Regions from separate parts of the Mus musculus genome. Here region 2 is linked to region 1. A link is a contact called in public HiChIP or PLAC-seq data. All regions are on one chromosome and are shown on one strand. The core of a region is the stretch at or near the end of the contact, and the rest is flanking DNA. Distances in the headings are between cores, read along the strand shown. Region 1 overlaps Prickle2 (prickle planar cell polarity protein 2). Region 2 has its middle 96 kb from the start of Gm22312.

What was found. HiChIP or PLAC-seq counts read pairs in DNA pulled down with a chosen protein or histone mark.
Region 2: an H3K27ac HiChIP or PLAC-seq map of embryonic stem cells shows a contact between it and region 1, with 2.9 times the contacts expected there. The contact joins two enhancer-like sites. A contact is called at or near these places in 1 of 115 datasets of contacts at active chromatin or transcription factors (embryonic stem cells) and 1 of 9 other capture datasets (embryonic stem cells).

Annotation. Positions count from the first base shown.
Region 1 is chr6:92,493,581-92,498,060 of GRCm38.p6, forward strand. All of the region lies in intron 2 of Prickle2 (prickle planar cell polarity protein 2), which reads right to left. Among named protein-coding and RNA genes, the nearest start is that of Gm38862, 91 kb to the left of the region's middle. Within about 2 kb of position 2,246, at least 6 of the 459 cell types and tissues checked have an H3K27ac peak or open chromatin away from gene starts, as enhancers often do. A contact at or near this core is called in embryonic stem cells, where this site is marked.
Region 2 is chr6:93,603,271-93,608,439 of GRCm38.p6, forward strand. No RefSeq gene overlaps it. Among named protein-coding and RNA genes, the nearest start is that of Gm22312, 96 kb to the left of the region's middle. Within about 2 kb of position 3,336, at least 8 of the 459 cell types and tissues checked have an H3K27ac peak or open chromatin away from gene starts, as enhancers often do. A contact at or near this core is called in embryonic stem cells, where this site is marked.

The DNA of each region.
Region 1 (4,480 bases), core at 996-3,495:
TAGAAAGTCTCAAGAAACAATCTAATTAAAAAGTGAGCCATGTATCTAAGCAGAGATGTCTCAAAAGGAAAAATCAAGAAACAATCTAATTAAATTGTCGTTTCTGATCTTACTCTGTTATTTATGTTAATATTCTGAATATTAACTTCTATCTAATGTATAGCTGACAAAGACTGTCATTCAGCAATGTCCCCCAAACTCAGTAGCCTACTCCACAGATACTTACTTGCTCAGCCATATTTATTATAGTTCAACTTACAGTAGCTATACAATATAAACAACTGAAATGTCCTTCAGCTGATGGAATGGATAATGGAAATGTGGTACATACAAACACACACGCACACACACACAGTGGAATCCAACTCACCAGTGAAAAAAATAAAATCAAGAAATTTCCAGGTAAATGGGTGGAACTAGAACATATGATACTGAGTAAGGCAATCCAGGCCCAGAAAGACGAATGCCACATGTGCTGCCTTCTTTGCAGACCCTAGTGCTTTAGATGTGAATGTGGAACCAAACTGATGTCAGAAACCAGACAAATAAAAAGGGACTCAGAGTGTGTGTGTGCGCGCGTGTATGTCTATGTATGTCTGTGTGTGTTGGAGAGAGTTCTAGATAAGGGGTTAGTAGGATGTAGGTGCTATGAAGGGGGAAATAGGAAAATGGGGGGACTTCAACTGAAAAGAGGCAAAAGAGTTCAATACAGAGAGAAAGCAAGGGAGGAGGGATAAAGAACTCTATGGATGACTGAAAAAGCAATAGGAATCATAATATTTTATGTTTACTTAAAATACATGCAATATGTATATACATTTATCATATATATACACATTTATATACACACATACATACACATGCATATATATGTATATGTATATATATATATATATATACACACACACACACATATGTATATATATGTATGAAGTGTACACTTGGGATAATAATGCTTTTGGGGAGGAGAGTGGGATAGAAGATGCTAAGGAAGTTTGAAGTTACATTATTTCATGTCTGCTTAAATTTTCACATATATAAAGTATATATGTGTATATAGATAGATGGATAGATAGATAGTTTAAATAAAATTATAGCACAGAGTAACAATATTTCTCCAAGAGTCATAGACTATCAACAAAAACTCCAGTGCCAGTCAGGGGAAACCACTCTTTGAGTCGTTTGTCAGGGAAGTTCAAGAAACCTCCAAAACAATACAGGCTGTCATTATAGCCTTTGGTTGTCTTACGGTAGAGTAAGACACTACTGCTGAAGACATTATACAATTTGGACCCAGGGTTTGGAGGAATCAAGCTAGAACTGACCTCTATGCCCGGTGGACTAGCTCTTATAGTATCCAAAGGTGGTAGGCCAGCTTCCATGGGAAGAGAGCAATCAATAATCTCAGTTATCAGTGAAGCCCACAAAGTACAGTGACGACCAGCAGGGCAAGACATCCCCAAGGGTGCAAGAGTGCTACTTAGATTATAGAGGGTAACCAATATAGTTGCCAAACAGACCTGCACAATGACAATACCAGTTGGCCTGCCAACATGAATGGGAGAAATCTCAAAAAGTGCCATCCCTAGAGGAAAAGCTATAGGGAATTAATGGCTGCTGAGTGAGGTGACTCAGTCCTCTCCAGGGGCAAGCCTCCAATGGATTATCCCATCCAAAGTGGTGAGCCTGACCCACACATATATAAGAGCAATGATAAATGACTGTGTCTGTGTGTAAAACAATAATAATTAAAGAGGTCATGAATTTGAAAGGGAGTGGAAGGACATAGGAGGAGTTGTTGGGAGGAGACAGGTGGTGGGAATACTATAAAGACAGTACTTCCGTTGGAAATTCTCAAAATTACAAATGGAAACTATTTAGTTGCAATGGACATTTTACATACTGTGATGGTTGTGACTGCCACTCCTCCCCTTTATCCTTTGTTTGTCTGCTTATTTTTTCAGTGACTGGTTCGGGAAGTTAAATGGAGTTGTTTCTCCTGCAGTGGTGGTTGGCAGAGGGCCTGAGCACAGTCTGCTTGAGCAACTGCACTGGTCTGTATTTACTGGTTTCACAGTTAGCTGTTAGCTAGTATTCATGGCTAACTGATTGTTCTATTGTTCTTGAAGGTACCTTTTGCAATGAATTGCCTAAAACTTTTCTCTGATGAAAGAGAGGCTTCTTTGCAAGGGCAGGGTGTCGTCCATCCTTAAAGCTGCCCCGCCCAAAATAAAACAATAGTTCTAGACTTCTGGTTCTTGGCTGTATACTTGTAGAGTTCCCATTACACTAATCTGTGTTACAATGGGAAAAGCCAGGTGAGCGAATCACAGTTCAAATGCCACAGACTATCTATCACCTTGCAAGGTTTAGTAGTTTTTCTTGGTTAGATGTTTTATTATCAGGCTTCATGCCTTTAGGAAATGTTCCAGAAGCCTTAAATGGTTGCTTTTAAAATATGTATTAATATGCTTTTCAGCAAATTGTTTTGTCAATCAAAGGGTCTACCATGGTCTTCACACTGCCGCTTTGAAAGCTAAACCCAATGTTCATGAGGCATTAGCGTAGTTCACTCACTCCGGCTGGCTGCTTTATGCCCTCACTGTGGAATTAGACTGCTTGTCAGTTCAATTCCGCCTTCTTTTCTAAAAGGCAAGGCATGCAGGAGTCCTGGGGCAGGAGAACCGAACAGGAGGATGCTCCAAAGATGAACATAAGAAAGGAGGGTGGAACTGGCAGCTGAGGGAAGATGCTGGGAAAAGCCTATGTTACACAAACTGGGGAGAGGCTAGTACTGTGTTAATGCATAAAAGGCCACTGGAGACCTCATCTCAGCCTTTCTTGTCCTCTTGGAGCTAGGCCACAGGGGAGACATAGCACACTTCCAGGCCACTGTTTCTTCCACTTAATGATCTATCTCCTTTCCTGTAACTACGGAGGAGTTTCTGTGAGAAGCCATCCATTCCAGGGCCTGCTTACTAGGCTCACAGCTGCTCCTTTCGAAGTCCTTTGATAATGATTGGCTAAGTGAATGGACGGTTAAATGCTCAGGATCTGCTGCCTGGTTTATGGCTGGTCATAAGATCTAATAGCGGATGATGTCTTCATGTGACAGAGTAGCAACAGAGGAAAAAAAAAGAATACATCAAGGTGAACAGATGAGGAAAGGCAGTTTGCAACAGAAGCTGGGGAGCCGTCTGTATCCCCGCATCATCCAAGGGATATGCAGGACAAGAAGCCCCAGATATCCAAGCGGGAAGGGGCAGGTATCAAAGATGCTTTAGGGCTCTTTCTTCATCTTAGGAGCCCACTTCTAGTCTTGGGGGTACTTCTTCCTTTCTTAACAGGCTGCCTCTATTTCTCCTCCATCCCTAACTTGAAGACATAACTTTTCTCCAGATCTTTTTCTGGCGGCAGCAGGAAATTTTCACCTACCGGTAAAAGAAAAGAGCTTCTTTTCTTTCACACTCTAATAAGATGGTTCCGGACTTCTAAATCTATTTCTAAATCCTTTATTTAATGAGACTAAGAACTTCGCAATGGCACCCCTGTTTCCCAGTGACACTCATAGGATGAAAATTCTAAACCACCACATCCTTTTATTTCCACACAGCTTAAAAACAAAACAAAGCAAGACAGCTTTAGGTTTTTATTGAACATATTAACAAAGAGGTTTAGTCAAAACCACCAAACCCACGTCACCAGACCCTTTAGATGCCTCCTTCTGGCTTCCACTTTTTTCTGTCCCCAGAGGGGGCAGAACTGCCTGTAGGCGAGGCTTCTGTGGCTGGACCAGGCCTATGTCCTCCACCCCAAGTGCAGATGAGACCTCCAATTTGGCACTGGCAAGAGCCTCTGACAACAAGCCAGGCCACAGAGTTCCATGCTGACACCAGCTGCTTTAATGAGGGCACTCATCTTAGCCTCTGTAGCCATTACCTTGCATAGGCTGAGGGTGGAGGGATGCAGGGAGCTCAGAGGCTGAGGCCGTGGTGCAGGCTGTCGGGGTAGTACCAGTCACTGATGAGGTGAGCATCTTGTACCCCCGAGGCTTTAGCTCCCTTGGAAGGAGGGAGGACCTTGGCAGAAGCTGGGGCTAGGGACCACATAACTTATTTGTGTTTTGATTACAGCACAGTGAGACTGTCACACCTGTGGTTGGTGACTGATGGAGACAAAGAAAACCAAGTACAGCTGTGGCATCTGCATCTTTTAACCTGCTGCTCTGGAGTCTGCCTTCTCTTCTTAACCTTAAATATTCCTTTACAGCTATTAATAGCTTGCTGCAGAAGGGAAATCATTTATTTTTGTTTGAAACGAAGTCCTGCTGTATGGGACTAGGTTTTTTTTTTAAGTTAAAATCAATAAATATATGTCTATTCCTGGCTTGCCTGTTTGCCCCTACCTCCCATTTTGCACACACACACACACATGTTTGTGTGTGTGTGTGTGTGTGAAGCTAGACAAGTTGGTTACTATT
Region 2 (5,169 bases), core at 2,086-4,585, 1.1 Mb after region 1:
GAGATAGATTTCTGCAGTATAAAAGCCATTTATATTAAGCCAGCAGCTAATACACTGGTTGGGAACCAACTGTGTCTTCACTACTAGCTGGAAACAAGCTGAGGAGAGTGCTAGAGGATTTAAACTGATGTATTAGTCAGGATTCTCTAAAGAAACAGAATTGACATATATTATGACATATATGTGGGATGTGTATATCATATACATATTATATATATACACACATATACATATATACATATATATATATATATATATATATATATATATATATATATATACACACACACACACACACATACTATTAGAATTGATTATAGGCTATGGCCCAGCTAGTGCAACAATGGCTGTCTACCAACTGAAAGTCCAAGAATCCCGTAGCTGCTCAATCCATAGGCTGGATGTCTCAGCTGGTCTTCAGTATACGCTGGAATCCTGAAGATGTAGGCTCTAATGCCACTGAAGCAATGGGCTTGCCAGCAAGAGTGAGAGCAAGCAGGCAAAGAACAAGCTTCCTTCTTCCATGTCCTTTAAACAGGCTGCCACCAGAAGCTATGACCCATAGTAAAGGTGTACCGTCTCATCCCAAGAGATTTGGATTAAAATAAATGTGGGTCTTTCCCACGTCAAACGATTTTATTAAGAAAATTTCCTCACAGCTCTACACAGCGGCTTTGGTTTTTGTTAATTCCAGGTGGTCAATTTGACAACCAAGACTAGCCATCACACTGAGCATCCAAACACAAGGGAGAGATAGAGGCCATCCGATGATAAAAGAGGCCGAATGGTCACTGTGTGCAGATTGCATGAGCTTAGGTACAGAGTCCAATCACCGAGCTTGCAGGATAGAAATGAACATGGAAAGCCAGTGGCTTTGCTACACTCCATCAGCAAACACCTGAGTCAGGATCAGGAAACAGCCGCATTCACGACACAGACAAAAACAACACAAGGCAGTGCCTGGGATTAAACTGACTCAGAGGCTTAGAAAACAAAGATCCTGCAGTAAAAATTATAAAAACACCCATGGAAGAAATTTAAGAGGGCACACAAAAAGCACAAAGCCCATTATGCTCCTGTGTTAGAAGAATCAATATTATTTAAATGCCTATACTATGAGAGGTGATCTATGATTAAATGTAATCACTATCAAACTACCAAGGGCATTCTTCACAGAAGCAGAAAAAAAAAAGTAACCCTCAAACATATATGGACCAAAAAATGTATATTCAAGGCCCTACTGAGCAAACAGAACAAAGCTGCAGACATTATACTTGACTTCAAGATACACTAGAAGCTGGAGTAATTAAAATAGCATGGCACTGGCATAGAGACCACACGGATCAATGGAAAAGAATAGAAACTAGCAATAAACATTCACATTTATAGTCCACTGGCTTGACAAAGGCGCTAAGAATGAGCACTTGAGAAAGGAGAGCTTCTTAATAATGGGTATTGGGAAAACAGTATGCCCATAGATAGTAGAAAGAAAGGACCTTTATCACCCACCAATCACAAAAGTCTACTCAGAATGGACTAAAGCAGCGGATCTCAACCTGTGAGTCATGACCCCTTCGGCAAACTTCTATCTCCAAAAACATTTACATTACAATTCATAACAGTAGCAAAACTGTAGTTATAACAACAAAAATAACTTTATGGTTGGAGTCACCACAACATGAGGTACTATATTAAAGGACCGCACCATTAGAAAGATTGAGAACCACTGGGCTAAAGAATTACACGTAAGAACTGGAATTGTAAAATTACTAGAAGCAACCATAAAGCCATCAGAACAGGAAAGGATCCTTTGGCATAAAATCCCCAAATCACAGGAAGCAGAGGGGAAAATGAGTTAATGAGAGCGCACCACACGCAAAGCCCTGGAGCAGCCCAGGAAATGGTGAGGAAGCAGCCTACAAAGTGGGGAAAATGCTCAACAGAGGGCACAGCAGACAAATCATTAGAAAGTGGGCACTGGACATAAATGATTGTGTAAAGGCCTGCAAATGGCTAACAGGTGTGTGCAAAATATTCACTGTCACTCCCTGTGAAGGAAACGTTAGTTAAACTATATGGAGACTGCCGCAGACCTTCTGGGTCCCTATGTCTGCGTGGAACGGGGTCTCTCGATGCGGGTGGGCAAAGCGTGGATGAATGACAGACAGACACACACGCAGGAGAGTTTGTGTGGAATCTGAATGTAATTTTACAACTCGAGCATCAGACTTTTTATGCAGAGGACAATAAGGAAGTTGGGTGACATATTCGCAAGGTACAATTGAGGTAACCGGAATCTTACATAAAACAGAGGAATGTAAACACAAAAGGTCTAACGGGAACCACCCAGGATAGAATACATTGATAACAGCTGGGATCAACAAGGGCTCCACCTAAAATTCACTAATCTTAGAAGCCAGGGTCAAGGGCTTCGCGTCCTTGCCACAGTTCCTAATTTAGTCTCTTGTATAGTCCACCTTCCCCTTAGGCCATTGTAAATAGGTGTGTATGGGTGTAACTCTGCTATAGTATCTATTCTGGTTTTTCCTTTGGTCTGAAACTTCCTTCTTTTTAAGTGATGGTAAATTCCTGTGTAAGGGAGTGACTTAGCTTTTACAATCTTGCTGAATTCTAAACCCTTGATCTTGGTCAAGGACACCCTTGGACTGTTGGAACACTGGCGGAAGGCTTTAGCCATGTCAGAGCACTTATAGGAAAATACTGAAAGAGAGCACGTGGATCCATACTCTAGACTAGCGCGGTAATGGAACTTGGGAATGAAAAATTAATGTATGGGTAGAGAACACTAGACTCCAGGAGGAGAGCTTCCTTGAAACTCTTTTGCCTCATGAGTGACTTTTAAGCCTTTCGGCTTGTCCAGTTGACTCGACCAGAGAGCGTAGCAGGAGACATCACCTCACTGTAGCAGTGAGTATTATGGAGCTGATAACAAAGGCTAGTGAGTGTGTGTAGGAAAAAAACCCAGCCACACTGTTGGGGTAACTGTAAGTTAGTATGGCTGTCTGGAGACTGTAAAAACTATATCAAGCCAGATGTAACCAGGCTCTCCCATTCTTTTGTATGTATCCAAACAACACAGCAAGGGGACACAGTTCTCTTAGGTGCATTACAACAGTGCTCATCACAGCTGAATAGCAAACTCAACCTAAACGTCTGTCACATGACGAGTGGAGGAAGAAACCTGGTACAAATTCACAATGGGATGCTGGGATGCTATTCAGCCAGAAAAGGCTGAAATTCTGTCCTGGGTGATAACACACATGATGCTAGATCATTATGTTCAGTGACATAAGACAATCACAGAGTGGCAAAGGGTGTGTGCTGTCACGTACACACAGAGGTAAAGAGGTTGGTTTTATAGAAGGCACCAGAAAGATGGTGTTTGTAAGAGGCCAGGGAGAGTAGAAAGGAAACAGGGTGGGGAAATGCTTGTCAGTAGATGCTACGTTATAGTTACATAGGACTAAGGAGGTCTGCGGGGCTACAGAAGAAAATAATGTGCTGTTCTGTAATAAAGGGTCAAGGTCAGGTTTTTTTTTTTTTAAAAATCTTTATATAAAGAAATGGCAGGTATTTGAAGACACAGATGCATGGGACAATGCATATATTACCAAACATCTCATGCTACTCATAAATATGCATGATTTATGTGTTTATGTATCAGTCTAAAATGAATTTAACTTTTTTCAATTGCTTTGTAATCATATTTTTATGAAAATATTTTTCATAGAATACATTCTGATCTTGATCTCTCCTCCCTCACCTCCCCACCCATCCAACAAAAAACAACGTTTTTTTGTTGGTTTTTGTTTATGAAAATGAACAGGCAAATAAAAAACAAATCGGACCAGAGCAAGTGGGGGTGGGAGAGTACCACAAGAAACACATTCACAAAACCAGACACAAAACCCTAAAAAAAAAAACAAAATCAATATACAAGCAAAAAAAAAAAAAAACCAACAAAACAAAACAAAAACAAAAACAACAACTCCTAAAATGACATTGAGTTTGTTTTGCATTGGCCATCTACTGCTGGCCATGGGGCCTGACCTTAACTGTGATTTGAATACCCAGTAACCACTAGAGAAAACTAAATTTCCCTTTGCAAGCAATTATCAATTGGAGATTGCTTCATCCCTTCTGTCTCTTACAGTCTTTCTGCCTCCTCTTCTATATAGTTCCCTGAGCCCTGAGGGGAAAGATTTGATGAATATATCCCATGTAGAGCTGAGTGGTCCAAGGTCTCTCACTCTCTGCACATTATCCAATTGTAAATCTCCATATCAATTCCTGTCTACTGTAAGAGGAAGATGGCTGAGCAGGCACTGATCTATGAGTATAGCAATATGCCATGAGGAGTCATTTTATTGTTATGTTCCTTTTCCAAAATGATAGTAGTTGATTTTACCCTAGGCCAATGACCTAGTTAGTCTCAGGTTCTTGGCCACCTGAATACTGTCAGTCATGGGTTCCATCTCATGGAATGGGCCTTAAATCAAATCAGATAGTGGTTGGTTACTCACACGACTTTCATGCCACTGTTGTACTGTATCATATAGGCAGGCTGCTATTGTAGCTGGGTTGTGCAGAATAACTTCTAGTACCAAGAACACTAGTCAGTAGGGTTGAAGGCTCTAAATAGGTACTAACTCAACTTCTCCATGTTCAATGAGATATGTAAATGTTGTCTTTGGCAATAAGGTCTTAGTATGAATTTGTGGACAGTAGCAACAAATAGCCTTCAAAATGTTTGAATTGTTTGAGGGTTTCCATGGGACCCCCTTTGGCAACAACTCAACTCAATTTGATATAATTCTTTTCTAAGCACTGGAGAACTCCCTTGATAGTGAAAGATGTCTACTTGAGACTTTGTCTCCCCCATTACTTGGTGTCTCTATTTAGTCATGTATGCATATATTTTTAAGATGCTTCTATTATAGTAGTAGTTTCCATATGACCCCTCAAATGGTCCGTAGTATTAGTCGTCCCTCCCTGTATTTACTGCTGTACCCACCTCTTCTCTTATCTGCTCCTGTCAATCCTCCCATTCCAATATCTCCCCCATCCCCCTCCAATAGCCATATATTCTACTTCCTCTTCTTTGGGAGATCCTTTCCTCCCTGCTAGCCCCTTACTCTATACCTAAAC